Regions from separate parts of the Sus scrofa genome. Here regions 1 and 2 are each linked to region 3. A link is a contact called in public HiChIP or PLAC-seq data. All regions are on one chromosome and are shown on one strand. The core of a region is the stretch at or near the end of the contact, and the rest is flanking DNA. Distances in the headings are between cores, read along the strand shown. Region 1 overlaps GTDC1 (glycosyltransferase-like domain-containing protein 1). Region 2 has its middle 84 kb from the start of GTDC1. Region 3 overlaps GTDC1 (glycosyltransferase-like domain-containing protein 1).

Evidence for each region. HiChIP or PLAC-seq counts read pairs in DNA pulled down with a chosen protein or histone mark.
Region 1: a contact with region 3 is called in an H3K27ac HiChIP or PLAC-seq map of alveolar macrophages. The contact joins two enhancer-like sites. A contact is called at or near these places in 1 of 47 Hi-C or Micro-C datasets (embryonic fibroblasts) and 1 of 2 datasets of contacts at active chromatin or transcription factors (alveolar macrophages).
Region 2: a contact with region 3 is called in an H3K27ac HiChIP or PLAC-seq map of alveolar macrophages. The contact joins two enhancer-like sites. A contact is called at or near these places in 1 of 47 Hi-C or Micro-C datasets (embryonic fibroblasts) and 1 of 2 datasets of contacts at active chromatin or transcription factors (alveolar macrophages).

What each region holds. Positions count from the first base shown.
Region 1 is chr15:8,056,508-8,061,435 of Sscrofa11.1, reverse strand. The region is part of intron 12 of GTDC1 (glycosyltransferase-like domain-containing protein 1); the gene reads right to left. Among named protein-coding and RNA genes, the nearest start is that of GTDC1, 330 kb to the right of the region's middle. Within about 2 kb of position 2,410, at least 62 of the 83 cell types and tissues checked have an H3K27ac peak or open chromatin away from gene starts, as enhancers often do. A contact at or near this core is called in alveolar macrophages, where this site is marked.
Region 2 is chr15:7,642,729-7,647,413 of Sscrofa11.1, reverse strand. No RefSeq gene overlaps it. Among named protein-coding and RNA genes, the nearest start is that of GTDC1, 84 kb to the left of the region's middle. Within about 2 kb of position 3,198, at least 9 of the 83 cell types and tissues checked have an H3K27ac peak or open chromatin away from gene starts, as enhancers often do. A contact at or near this core is called in alveolar macrophages, where this site is marked.
Region 3 is chr15:7,874,609-7,879,248 of Sscrofa11.1, reverse strand. All of the region lies in intron 7 of GTDC1 (glycosyltransferase-like domain-containing protein 1), which reads right to left. The region is part of intron 1 of LOC106508109 (a long non-coding RNA gene); the gene reads left to right. LOC110256946 (a long non-coding RNA gene) reads right to left here. Exons shown (of 2, transcript XR_002339029.1): 1 at 4,230-4,640; 2 at 1-2,742. Among named protein-coding and RNA genes, the nearest start is that of GTDC1, 150 kb to the right of the region's middle. Within about 2 kb of position 1,653, at least 5 of the 83 cell types and tissues checked have an H3K27ac peak or open chromatin away from gene starts, as enhancers often do. A contact at or near this core is called in alveolar macrophages, where this site is marked.

The DNA of each region.
Region 1 (4,928 bases), core at 1,161-3,660, 180 kb before region 3:
TTCTCAGGGCTTGATGCTAGCTAATTATTAGCTATCATACCCTGCCTCCCATTCTAAGTGACTATCTCCTGGCAGAAAGACACAGCTAGGAGTGTTTTGTTTCATTTGTCCTTGGAGTTTTTATCAGCATCAAGAAGGTGGACGGAGCCAAAGTTAGAAGAATTCTAGAGCTAAGCAAAAAGCGACACGTTTAACAGCCCCCATTAATTGGGGCTGTTACATGATTAATTTGAGAAAAACAGAAAAGACCGACTTCTTTACAACTCACAGTTGGATGCAATGCACTAAAAGTAATCCTGTAAATTACATTTTAAATCTTCAACATATTCCGAGCAGATAAAATAGTGGCATGATTGACCAAACTCCTTTTAAAAGTACACATATTACGATGCATCATAGTTATAAACAGATGGTATTTGGCCTCCTTCCTATTCTCAACATTTGGAATTTCTAAACTATGTGAATTAAACAATAATATTTTATAAACATACAAGGGATTTTGCTCACTGCTTTGTTAACATAGAAATTATACAATGCTGACATTTATTTAAATTTTAAAAAGTAAACAACAGTGTGCATTGAAATAAAGCAAACTAAAATCAACATAGAGAAGTATGTTCTGTGTGCATAGTACCTACAATGGCATTGGCCTTTTTAAGGGAAGAAATAATGCACTGAGGAACAAATGGTAGCTCAGATGGGACTAATCCTTTGTATTCCAAAGGCTCATTGAACACCTCTCTGTAAACAGCGGATATTTATACCGTAATTGGCTATTTGACCATCACTGTTCATTTACTATGTAACTGTTATTATGGAGTTAAAAGAAGTTTCCTTCATTGGCTCATCAGCTTTCATAGTAGTGAAAGTGTACTCGCAGTTTTAAAAACACTTTCACAAACAGAAATCAGTTGATACTTGTACTCAGAAGCAGAGCTATTATCATTATATTAATAAGTATATCCTTTTTTCTTTGGAGGGTATTATTGCCAAAAAGAAAAGGAAATATATCAGATCTTAATATCCTTTCCTGAAATTCCTTTCTAAAATTACAGCTTTAACCCTTTGGCCACATTTTTGGAAGGGGGACCCATTTGCTGAGTTGACGGACAAAATAGCAGGCACTGGGTTTTCAAATACTATTCTCAGATTTGCAAAGTTGTGCTGTGATGAATAAATAATGAATCAGATATTTCAATCTGTTATATGATTTTTGAAAGCCCTGATTATCATTGTTTACAGTCTCTTTTCAATGCACTAGCCAAGGGTTCTTGTCCTGCCTTCCAAGGGCAGCTGACATGGGCCATACTCCCCTACCTACGTTTACTTCCTGAGAGCTCTTCTCACATTTTAAACTATCAACCAACCTGTATCTTCAACTCTACAATTTGAGGACAATTCCCAACCAGAGGAGATAAAATCTTGAGCAACAGATGACCAGCAATGGTCACCACCACTCCAGGCTAAGGTTTCTTATGTTTGATCACTGAAGACACCGTTTAGCGATGGGTGGGAGAGAGGAAAGCATGCTACACCTAGATGGGCAGAAACACAAAAGGCGCTGGTGAAATCCAGAACAAGGGGCATTTTTCTCATTCACAGACAATTTTAAATGTGTACACGCAAATAAATACCTGATGATAAATAGTAACACGGGAAAGGAGGAGGACGCTTTAAAAAATATCGAATCCTCAATATGCTATTAAACGTTTCCCCAAGTTTTTTGGAAATCAGTGTGATAGAACTAAATTTTCTCCCACCCAAACACCGCTTAACTCATCTGTCCCTCACCCCCTTCTGCCTCGGAAATAACGAAATAACCAATTGGAGATCAGGAGAAACAGTTTTCACTCCAAAGCACAGGTAAGAAGTGAAAAGGAAAGCGTCCTAGGACTAGCGGGTGGGACTGAAATAACAGGGCTGAGTAAGCAGTCATAGGGGAGTATTTTAAAATTAATAGTCAGAATCCCTACGGGGGTGGGGGGCGTCCCCGTGCCCAACCCCACTCCATTCTCCGTTTTGGCTTAAATTTTTTTTTTTTTTTTAAAGGACAGGAGGAGGGAAATTACTTTTTTGGTTTTGCTTAGTGCATCTTCATTGGATTCTCTCACGGAGCACTGAGCCTGTCGGACTCAAAACCAAGTTCAATAAAACACTTAAGAAGAATAGAGAAGAATTCTGCCCGCCGGGGCAGCGCCGCCTTCTCGGAGGTGCGGAGGGGGACCAGTTAAGCCTGGCACCAAGGAGCCGGGGAAGCACTGGGCCTCCCGCCACGTGTGCGTGTGTCAGCATGTGAGTGTCTGTGCGCGCGTGCGGGGTGCGTGTCCGTGAGGGTGCGTGACAGTGTGCGCGTGTCGGGCTGTGCGCGCGCTGGCGTGCGCGTGCAGGCGAGGCTCTGCCCGGGAGTCCGCGCGAGTGTGAGCGGGAGCGCGGCGGTGGCGCGGAGCTGTCTTGGCCCTGCGGCCTCGTGGTTCCTCCAGCTCAGCGCCGCAGAAGTGGTTAGGTCTCGACTTTGTGACCTCGACGTCCCCCCTCCGTCCCTTTTTTTTGCGCCGGAAGAGGTGTAGAACTACCTCCAGGCGCTTTGGACGGGACCGAGCAGGGCATCGAGGGCTAGCGCCGCCGCGGACGGGAGCTGGGGCACATCGGCCCCGGGGAGAAGACGCGCGGTGAGCGCCCGCAAGCCCCGGAACCGCTCTCAGACTCTCCGGCTCTCGCAGGCTCCGGCACCTCTAACCCGACGCTGGGCGCAGGCTCGTCGGAGGCTCGGGGCGAGTGGGTCGGGTTCCCGGGCGCGCGCTTTCGGGTAGGCGAGCGCTCCTTCCGTCCGGGCCCGAGCACCTCGCTACCGACCCCTCCCTGCGGCCCAGCCGGGCCACCGGAGTCCCCAGCTTGCGGCTCGGGGCCAGACCCGACCAAGGGCGGAAGACCCGAGAGGCAGGGAGGGAAGACCAAAGAGGTAGCCAGCCCCGAACAAGGAATCCTTAATTACAGATTAAAGGCAAGCAAAACCGTACACCACATTTTCCACGTGTCAGCTGATGGCAGGGACAAAAGGGAGCACAGAATGTTGGGGGTGAGGGGAAGGTACCTTCTCTTTTTTTTTTTTTTTTTTTTTTTAAACCCACCTCTCCCTCTTTATCATCGGTGCGAATGTAAAATACATTAGGTAGTGACTTTGGGTAGGTGGTGCCTGGGGCCAAATCGCAGCTGCTCGCTCCTCGTGTAGGAGGACAGTTTGCTGACGCGCCCAGAGGTCTGGGGAACCTCTTGGAAAAAAAAAAAAAAAAAAAAGTGCTATATATACTCCGAGTACATTTTGCTTCCTAAAACCTCATTACTTACACATTTTTAAGTTTTAATATTTAGTGCTTAAAGTGTAGCAATTCATTATCTTCAGTGAAATACTATAGGGCGCGCGTGCGCACGTACACACGCACTTGCATATTTTGTTTTGCAATTTGCAATTTTGTAGATTACTTTTTCCCCCGCCCGGCCTGCTATTACAAAAATCTAGGAGAAAAGCCAAGCCGATTGAAAACCAGGGAACATAGCTGCCAGCACCAGAGACCACCAGGTACCCTATGCCTCTGGGCTCTAGAGGAAAAAGGAGAGATGTATGCATTGATGCCTTTACTCTTAATTCATTATGATCACAAAACAATCTCTACCGTGTGCCTGGGATTTAATACACCAGTTCAACTCCATGACGTCTTAAATTCTTCACCGAGGGTAGAGAATTGTTCAGAAGCCAAAGCTCACTCTGTGACCAATACCAACCCCTAGTTCTGTGCCCTCAATTTCTAACACTGAAATTAGAGCGATGACCTTTGAGGGGCACCCTGAGCCACCAGGCATTGCACTCACTTTTCTGTATTTTCTTCCTCTCGTTGCTGGGTCAGTTTGAGAAACAGGAATGTGGGATTTCTTAATCTGTTTACTGATACAATTGATGCAGCAGGTTGGAGGCAACAGAACCTACTGCTTTGCTTAGTCATTTTACCAACCTTCCTTTTTGTAGCTATTTTTCCATTTTTTATTTGCAGTTATTTTCCTCTGGTGCAATCTTCCTCAAAGCATTAAAACAAAACAAAACAAAAAACTGAAATTCTTTTTCATGTGGTTCCAGTTAAGTGATTTGCCCACACCACCAAATACTGCTATTTGCCTTCAAGATTAATAGCTGCATATCAGTAATTCTGAAATACCTCCTGGTCCATATTTTCAACTTAAATGATTCTTAGTTATTGGCCAGACAAATGCCTGAACCAATAAGTTTGTGGACTGGTTGCCAGCCAGATGACAGCAGCATTAACACTCAGGGAACACAATTAAATTTCTGCTCTAGTCTCTTCCATTGTAGAAGGTACAGAGCCTTCCTTAATTTGCCACCTTCTCCAAAAGTGGTGGTAGGTGAGATTAATAAATTGATGTGAATCACACTAGGTGCCCAGCCCACCCTTCTTCTGATACCTATTTAGGAAAACCTTTAAAATCTTCCTGGAAGCATTGATTTAGCCACACCCACTCCACTTTTTGACTTACCCCTTCACTAACACAAATAAGGTGAAAGAGAAAATAGGAGTTTTTCTTTTCTTACAGCATTCCAGTGTTTGAGAGGATCATCCTGCTGTCCTTGTTTTAGGCCAGTTCATGTTTTTACCACCCACCAAAGAACAGCACAGGGTTGAGTTTATACGAATAAATGATGTTCATGACTGGGTTTCTAAATGCCAGAGTTATGATTTATTTTTTTAAATGGGTGGAGAAAGGAGAGCGGCAATAAAACTAGCCCCTAAGTCACTCCAAATCCTTGGCTTCACACATCTATGCGGTTGTTAAATTTTTTTTTTTTTTTTTTTGGTCTTTTAAACTTCCTCTAAATTTCATTGAAGTTCTATTACTAAGGACTATTTTTTGGACCACTT
Region 2 (4,685 bases), core at 1,949-4,448, 230 kb after region 3:
CTGGGCTTGAGCCTGCAGGTCTTCAGACTAAAACCACGCCATTGGCTTTTCTGGGTCTCCAGGTTGCCAAATCACTCTGTAGATCTTGGGACTTGCCAGCCTTCATAAATTGCATGAGCCGGTTCCTTATAATAAACTGTATATATTTATATAAAAATTTGTATAGAAAGTATTCATATCATATACATAAGTAAATAAATGTTTACACACACATATGCACATCCTATTGGTTTTGTTTCTCTGGAGAACCCTAAGTAACACATGGTGAAAACCCCTTTTCAGTTTGGGAAGTCTTTGGCCTTCAGGGAAGCCCAAGCCAGCCTTTAAAATTCTGTGACCCAGAAAAGAAAATCTTTCAGCCTAAGTTAGAAGTAAAGAACACTTAGTGGAAAGGGTTTTCAAATCCTAGTGGAGGGATGGAAAAAGAATATACACTGCAATTTTCAGTAGCACTAACATTCTAGAATGCCATGTCCTGCACAGAACTAGAGAGTTTTGACTCCAGAGCAGCAGCTTTTAAACACTAGGCATCCTGATGGTTTTTGATTAATTATGAACCACTGTATGGGTATTGTTACCTAGAAGGATTAAATATTGAAGTTTTACAATGCTTTTTTAAATTTATAAGTTTGGGGAACAAAATCTCACTTTAATTCACCTGTGTTCAGTGTAAAGCAAAGCCTTTGGTGAGAGAGGAAGGAGTGGAGAGCCAGGGAGCCTATCAGAGTCTGGCCGTGCCTCCACAGAGGAGCTCTATGCAACCTGGGTACCCTGATTGGAAGGTAGTGAGAACCATTACTTTCCCTAGAGGTATTCATGGCATCACACTTTTGTGAAGAACCCCTTCTCAGGCTGTAGCTGCCATTTCTGGAGGCTGGGCTATTATACCTTTTCATACTTTTTTTTTCTTGGAATGAGTTAGCCTGGGAAATGGCTCTGCCCTTGAACCTAAAGTCACTCTTTCCTTAAAATATTTTCTAACACCTATAATAACATGAGTCTATTTTACTGCCACCAAATTCTATAGAAAAGAAAATCTAATATGTTTAAAACTTTGTTTGGAAGGAGACTAGAGAAGATAATTAGTTCTAAAAGAAAGATATCAACATTTTATGCAAGAAAATTGGTTAAGCTGAGTATTACTTATTAATCCACTCTTAGAATGTAAACGAATTTTTTTGGTAGTAACCGAAAAATTCTTCTTTATTGTGAGAAAACATTATAGCATGACATCAGGTTGTTTTTTTCCTAATAAATGTAAATACACAGGGTGGAAAAAAGAGTGTAAAATCAGCAAATTGCCCTCAATTCAGCAAAAAATGGGAAGAGATTTGCTAGGGAAGCTGCCTCTGCCAGAAATTAAGCACTGTACTATTTGATTTCATACATTCATTAAAACAGCAATGAAAGAGTAGCTGTGGATGATTGGACAGCAAGTAAATAACAGCTATATTTAGATAAAGGTCAGATATAGATCTTGAGTTTCCTCTGTATGGGATAATTTCTGTAGTTGAATTATCTCTGAAGATATATCATTGACTATATAAGGAAGCTTCATGATTACAAAATTAATGTTTTTTATTTAATAAGTTTCAGGTCTTGAGTGCTCTTACTACTCAAATATTTGTTTCAACCATAGGTATTGCTTTTATTCTTTCAATGTAAGAGAATTCTTTAGGGTATGGATTCCTAAATCCCCAGAATATTTCCTGTCAGATTCATTTTTCAATTTGAGAACACAGAACTTTTAGTTTAATGGTAGTCTTTCAAGGTCCTGTGATGCTGTTGGTTTATTAAGCACAACACATATGAAGCCTGGTTTTCTCAAAAGCTTATTTCCTAGGGCTTTCCATACCATGTAAAGGAAATCCAATCATACCTTTTTCTAGTTGAAGTTTTCAGATGCAAAAGAATAATAACGCCCTGACAAAATAAGGTAGTTGGTTCAATTTTAGTCCATACTGAAGAATGAGAAGAGGAAGAAATAGAGAAGGAGGAGAAGGAGGGGGAGAGGGTGGAGGTAGAGGAGGAGGGAGAGAGAGAAAAAAGGAGGAATAAAGGGGGGAGGGGAGAAAGGAGAGGGTAAGGGAAAGTGTTGAGTGGGGAGGAGAAGAGAAGGAAAGAGAAGTCAATGACAATGTGATGCTTTATCTTGGACTTTGGACAGTGTGGGAGACATCTGGATATGGTAATGTCATTTTCACTGGTAGCCATTATTTAAAATTATTCAGTATCCACATCCTATGATTCAGCATTCTGGAACACTACCACACCTACAGAGACTCAGGGGGTTTGAACCAATAATAGAGAATGTTAAACTTTACAAAGGTTAAGCCAAAATGACAAAATAACACAAGAAACAAAAACAATATCCCCAAATCTAAAATACCGAAAACATCTACTCTTTAAATTAAACAAAGTATAACAATTTTTAAATAAAATGAATTTAAAGCATTAACTTGATGATTTGCAAGGATTCTTGCATTGTGTGGTATCATTATGTTGTACTACTATAATGATCAAATCCACGGATTCATTACAATAATATCAAATAGTCCTAATCCTAGCAGTTTTTAAAACCACAGATGGCATAAATATCCATATGCACAATGCAGTTGGAATTGGTGATAAATTAATTTTCCCCCATTTATGGCAATAGACCTGTTATGTGTGTGCCCGAGGAGCTACAATTAAGAATGAGGGGAAACACTGCTTAATGAAGTTGGGATTAAGCAGTTAAAAAGAATTTTTAGGCTCAAAACTGTTAGAGAGCTGACCTGTTTATAGGAAATGGGTCTGCTAGAATTAGAAGTGGAAAATAAGGAGATGATAATGAAATACAGTTTAACCAGTAAAGGGCGGCGAACATACGTATCACACCACACCATACAAATATGCTGCCAGTTTAGATATACAGTGTGGTTCCTTTTGTCAAGCTATTCTATTTCCTGTTAGGAAGGCTAACTCTAAAATATGGTTTTCAGGAAGGAGGAATAGAAAAAGAGCTTCATTAAAATGCTTATTTCCTCAAATTTCTCTCAGTGTTTGTCATACTGAGATGATATCCTTATAAGTCACCGATTTATTCATAACTTAGAGGAAATAGGTTTCGGTCTTGACTGCTTACTAATGGTCAAGCATCCACATCTGGAAGTCACTAGATGGTGTTGTTTTGGGTGAAAGGTCAGACTCTAAGTGGGAGATGACCCATCAATCAGGTGCTTGCATCACTTTCCCGGTTACGTTCCAGCCATATTTATCCATAGTGGGCAGAAGGCAATTTGAAGTGACTTTCTCTCCCCTTCCCCCGATAAGGCAAGGAGGTTGTTCACCAGCAACAAAGCTCATGCCCAAATACTGCTACCTTGTGGAGTTCTTCATTAGCAACTGTGAAAAATAGGTAATTAGTACTGAGGAGAGTAGACATAATTTAATCTATTACAGTGTGGATTTCTTGTTTTCTGGTTCAAATATGAAGTCCAACTTGGTCCCATAGAAGGAGTTTATTATAGCTGAACCCTTGAGGAAAATGGTTCCTACAGCAGCTCTTCACACTCCCGTACCTTCCAGCATTATCTTCTCTTCTCAACTTGTTAAACTCCTATAGGCTCTTCAATGCCAAATTCAAACAGCCTCTTTTCTCTGAAGCCTTTCCTAGCTCCCCTGGGCAGAGGTCTCACAGGAGGATCAGAACACCTGCCTCTCTGTTGCCCCTGTAACAATCTGTTTGCACATGAGCTTCCATATTTATTATTTCACATCTATTCCTGCTGTCTAACACAACGACTGGTGTTGACTGGCAATCAGTAAACACTTACAAATGACCTGTTTGAAAAGAATTTGGACATGCGTCCTTCCATCCAAGAACATTGTAAAAACCAAGTATACTTCAATAAAATAAAATTTTTAAAAATACTTTAACAAACCCTGATCTTAATAAGCCAAAAAAGAGAGAATATATCAAGGCATTCCACCTATTTAGACTATTTAGAGGAGCAGAAAGTAACTAAACAGGATGGCAAGAGTTAACATCATTCTAATTCATTTTAAGTAACATCATTTTAGCATGCTACCTATCTATTTACCTATCAATCTGTCAAGTCTTTTCATGTTTACAGTAGGAATGGCCTTCAGGTTGCCATCTACATATATTTTTCAAGCCCGTCTTCATGGAAATGTTTGTTTACATGGGCTTAAGAAATACGTGGTGTTGTTTTCACAGAGACTTAAGAAATACTTGGCTGAACAATGTAACAGAAAAAAAAAAAAAAGACTTAAGGAACAAAAAGTACCAAAGAAAACTTAGTATTCATCAGAATTAAAATTAGCCAAAGGAAAACAATAATCATAAGCTATAAACCTTTTCCTGCTATGTGGATCATCAGTTTTCATCTCCAGCAGCTTCCCCTCCTGAGTCTCTGTCAAGTTACGAAAGAAGTTCCCCGTATGGGCCGATTCATCTGATAGACAAGGCTATCTCTTGATTTAAAAGTCTCTGTGTATAATATGCAAAAGGGCTAACGAGAAGGTTCGAATTGTGAGCAGAGCCTTGTTACAAAGGTTTACCCTTGTGACTACTTCATTATCACCCTGGATTATCTGCTCAGAGCAGCGGAGACACTGCCTATCTAGAATCACACAGAACAGCCTCCTCAGTTCTCATGCTCTGAGGCCTCTCATTGGAC
Region 3 (4,640 bases), core at 404-2,903:
TAAGTTTCACAGGATTCTAATATGCAGCAAGAGTTGAAAACCACTACATTTAAACAGTGAGTATAAAGTGCAATAGGAGTACCTCAAAATAGAGAAAGAAAAAAAATAAATAAAATGATGGAATGCACATGCCCCCATATACATCTGTCTTACGGCTAATATTCTATAAAAGGAAGACAAATTATAACATGTATAATAAATTATCAATCTTTGCTTTTATACACCATGTAAATCATGAGATTACTTTTCAGTTACTTTTAAAAATTCTTAAAATTACATATCTATAAAGATTTTAAAGCCATGTAAGTAGACTATTTTTTCTACCATAAAGATAGAATATTATTTTTTCTATCACAAAGGTACAGTAATAGATAACAACTTACAGAGTATAAGAGATATAATAGCATTACTATGATTAAAGATCTGTCATTTATCCCATTATAAGGCATATTTAGGAATATTATAACCTGAATGTTTTAATTTGTCTCAGGCATAAACTGGACTTACAAGAACTCAGATGTAAAACTGGATTTTTATTCCCATTAGAAAGTATTTAAATTATTATAAAATGTAGATAACTTTTAAAAAAAAGGTGTCTTTTTTTCCAATATGGCCTTTCATCAAATGAAAAGGTTGTTATTCTATTTAGAATTTTAAAGGATTACTTAAACCAAGCCTGTTTTATCATGTTGGACAACTGACCAGAAAAGATTTAGAGTTCCTTCCTGGACATTCCTAAGAATGAAAAGGAAGCCAACACCCAGAGGGTGAAATACAATCTATATCCATATTTAGATTATAGAGATTGAAAGATGATATATAATTTTTAGATCCTGAATTTTTATATTAGATGCAGGGGCATGTGGAAAAGCAAGCTTAATTTTCCAAATTATTTGAATCAGAGTTGATGAAGATCTTTTACAGCAACTCATACCATCATGTATTGAGGGAAATAAAGAATATGTCAGAGATATAGGACCTAAATCAAAACATCACAGAATTTAATATAACTTAAAAGTCACTTTCACAAAATTCACAGAAATGCAAAATCTGTCTAAACAAGCTGACACACGGTTCTTTTGCTTGAATACTTCCATAATCCCAACAGGAAGACCACCAAAAATCTATAATTTCTAACAACTCTACCAGTAATTCTTCTGGAGCACAGAAGAACAAACAAATTATCCATACTCTAGCCTGATACTAAAAGTATTTCAAATTTCCTTCTCAGCTGTGCTCTAAAACCCCAGAATATCCTAGAGTAACCCTGCTTTATAGAAGCAAGTGCCACACAAATGATTCATTCTTGTGTAACTTTATGGTACAGTCATATGAGCACAAGCTTGGGAACCAGACAGATCAACATTTGACTCAGGGTTCCAAGCTTGATTTGAAATGTGAAATTGGGTGAATTACTTAACTTCATCTTCTCATACCTAAATGGGAGTTATAATACCAACATAAGGTTAAGTAGATTAAATAAGGTGTGTAAAAGAATGAAGGAATTATACAGTACCTGCTTATCACTAATATGAACATTAATAGGATGAAAGGGTTCATCTTCATTTTACAGACTGATTGTATTACTAAGCCAAAGCAGGATGCACTAGACTGAGGGGCAGAACTGAAAGAGAAAGAACCAAAGAGCCAAGGAGAAGCCACCAGCACTGGGAGCTATCCCTGGTGCTGCCCTCAGGCCCAGGGCCCATGGTTTGCTTGGTCCTGTTACCTTCAGTTTCTAACATTCCTCAAAAGAACCTAACTCTGATCTAATTCTTACCTTGATTTGATAACATGTTCCTGCTATCTTGTGTTCCTGACCTTAATTCCTGTTTGCTCCCTCAAGATGTTGATTTGATTACTTTCCTAGATGAAAACCCAGCCTGACACCAAACTGCTTCCTCTGCTGGATATTTTTTGCTTTGAAATTTTTGACCTAAAGTTATATCTTTTTATCACTAGCCCCACCAATCATAATTACTAACAAATGGTCAATGTCCCGTTCCCCTAAATTTTTTTTTCAGGAAATCTTAAATATGCCTGCAGCAGTAATTAAAAATAAGCAGAAAGTCTGAAAAGAACTAAGAGTAATTCATCCCAAGAAAATAGCAGCTAAGTAGTAAGTAGTGCTAGGGTGACAAAAATATGACACAAGTTAAGGACTACTTCTCTTATGTTTACAGCAGAGATCACTAATCGATCCTGAAGTTCTTTTTTTAATCTTGAATATGGCCTTAGAGTCCTCAACAATTTCCAAACAGTCACTACAAAGCAAAGATAGAACACAAATAGAAACCTATCTGTCTCATCCCTGAGTCAGTATGACCATGTGGGTTCTGAAGAAGGATTTTTTTTTCCCTTTTAAAGTCTCAGTTGGAAAAGTCAGATTATACCTTGATGGTATGAAGAGAATAGAAGTACCTTTGCAATTCACTTACGTTGAAAGCAAGTACATGGTTATTGGAGAATTAGAGCTTCCTCTTCTAAGACTGGAGGTGTTAGCCTTACGTCCTGGATAAATTCCAACTTAGGTAATTACATTCTGCTTACCTCACCCCCCTAGCAATTTTTTCAAGTGAATCCAGTATTATTCTTCACTTCCTTCCCTAACTTGCTGTGTAGCATTGTGATGAGCTGTTAAACAGCTGCCATGCTTCACTCTGCAATGGTGACTGTGCTTCACTGTATAATTTGTAACCATTCGCAGTGTGCTTTGGAATCTTTCAGGATGGAAGTGTTACCCTAAAATGCAAGATATCATCATCATTCTAAAGGCATACAGTACAACTGCTTATTTCAGTTAAATTCAGCATAACATATTTAGAAAATACCTTATTTCATGAAAAACCATAAAAGTAGGTTAAAATACCCATGAAACATGCTACAAAGATTATATGAAAAGGTATTTAAAGAAAGCAAACTATTTATCAACTATATGAATATTCTGCCAAAGAAAGAAGTAGTAGGAAGAACAAATGCTTAAGACATTTTTATTTGAAAATACATCTGCCTTCATCAGATGGTAAAAATTCCCAATGTCACCCAAGAAAAACAGTGAAGAGAAAAATTGAACGTTAAGTCAATGGGAAATGGAGGAATGCCAGCACTTATGGAGAAAGAGATCAAGGATAAATACATTTTTTAACATTTTCTTAATTCTCATCAGTACAACTAGGGAATTATACAAATTCATTATCATGAAGACATTGAAATTTCACTGTGGATTGCCTGAGGACTCTGGTAGACAGAAAGAGATATTTTGGCAATACTGAAAACAGTGCAACCAGGAGGGGCCCCTACAGGTACATGGACTTCCATGGATTGTTGTTTAGTAGAGATGCTTTAGGTCAGTGGTTCTCAACCTTGGCTGCACAACCGAATAATCTAGGGAACCTAAAACAAATGAACAGGAGTTCCCATTGTGGTTCAGCAGGTTAAGAACCTAACATAGTGTCCATGAGGATGTGGATTCAATCCCTGGCCTCACTCAGTGGGTTAAGGATCTGGCATTGCCGCAAGCTGTGGTGTAGGACACAGATGCGGCTAGGATCTGGTGTTGCTGTGGCTGTGGGGTAGGCTGCAGCTGCAGCTCCAATTCGACCCCTAACCTGCACCTGCAGTGTTCCATACACTACAGGTGCGGGCATAAAAAGAAAACAAACAAACAAATAAATCCACTAATAACTGGGTTCCATCCAACCTTAGAGACTCTGATTTAATTGATCTGGACATCAGGATTTTTTTTTTAGTTCCCCAGGTGTTTCTAATCTGCAGCTAATGTTTAAAAGCACTGCTTGAAGCGACATCTTAGTAACTTGATTATAATTGTTGTTTGACTGGCTGTTTTTTAAGAGAGAAAAATCACATTATTTGAAGGCTCGTGTATTGACATATATAATTAATATAGGCAACACAATTAAATACCAAATACATGTTTTATGGGGTGATATTTCATCAACTGAGAGGAGAAAAGGCTTTATCGCATAAGGATCATATTTCTGAAGGGCTGCAATTCCGATGCAATCTTTTTTTGTAGTGACGAGAAGAATTTCTGCCAGAAACAATAATTCTGTATCTAAGAGGTTTGTGAATTTACAGTTAGTTCTGGGTACACTATCTGTGCTACAGATCTGTCTTCAGTAAACTATACAAGCTCATGCTAGCTTTTCCCTGCCACATACATCTGAGCCATACTGTCTCTGTTCAAAAAATAAACAATAATCCATTACCATTTTGATGCTTATCTACTTTCAAGTGGAAGTACGGCACCCTCAGCCAACCTGAACATTCACAGGATGCAGAAGAAATGCCTGCAAGCATGGGCACAAACAATTTCCAATCAAAGCCAAGTACTCAGAAATTGCATATAATGATGTGAACAGCAGATTCTTTGTCTACAGAGTAAGATATAGCTCCACCGACTTTTATTGATTAAAACAGCCTTGTTCCACAGGCATTAACCCTGAAAAATAGCTGTAAAGAAAAAATAACAAAGACAGGACAAAGATAAATAAAAAGTAAACAGAGCAGGTGAAAAATACCCATAAGTAAGCAGGAAAGGGTGCTGGATAGCCCAAATACTTTAATTGTAGTGACTAAGGACTTACATTATACATAAAGTTATTTTGTTGGTGAACTAA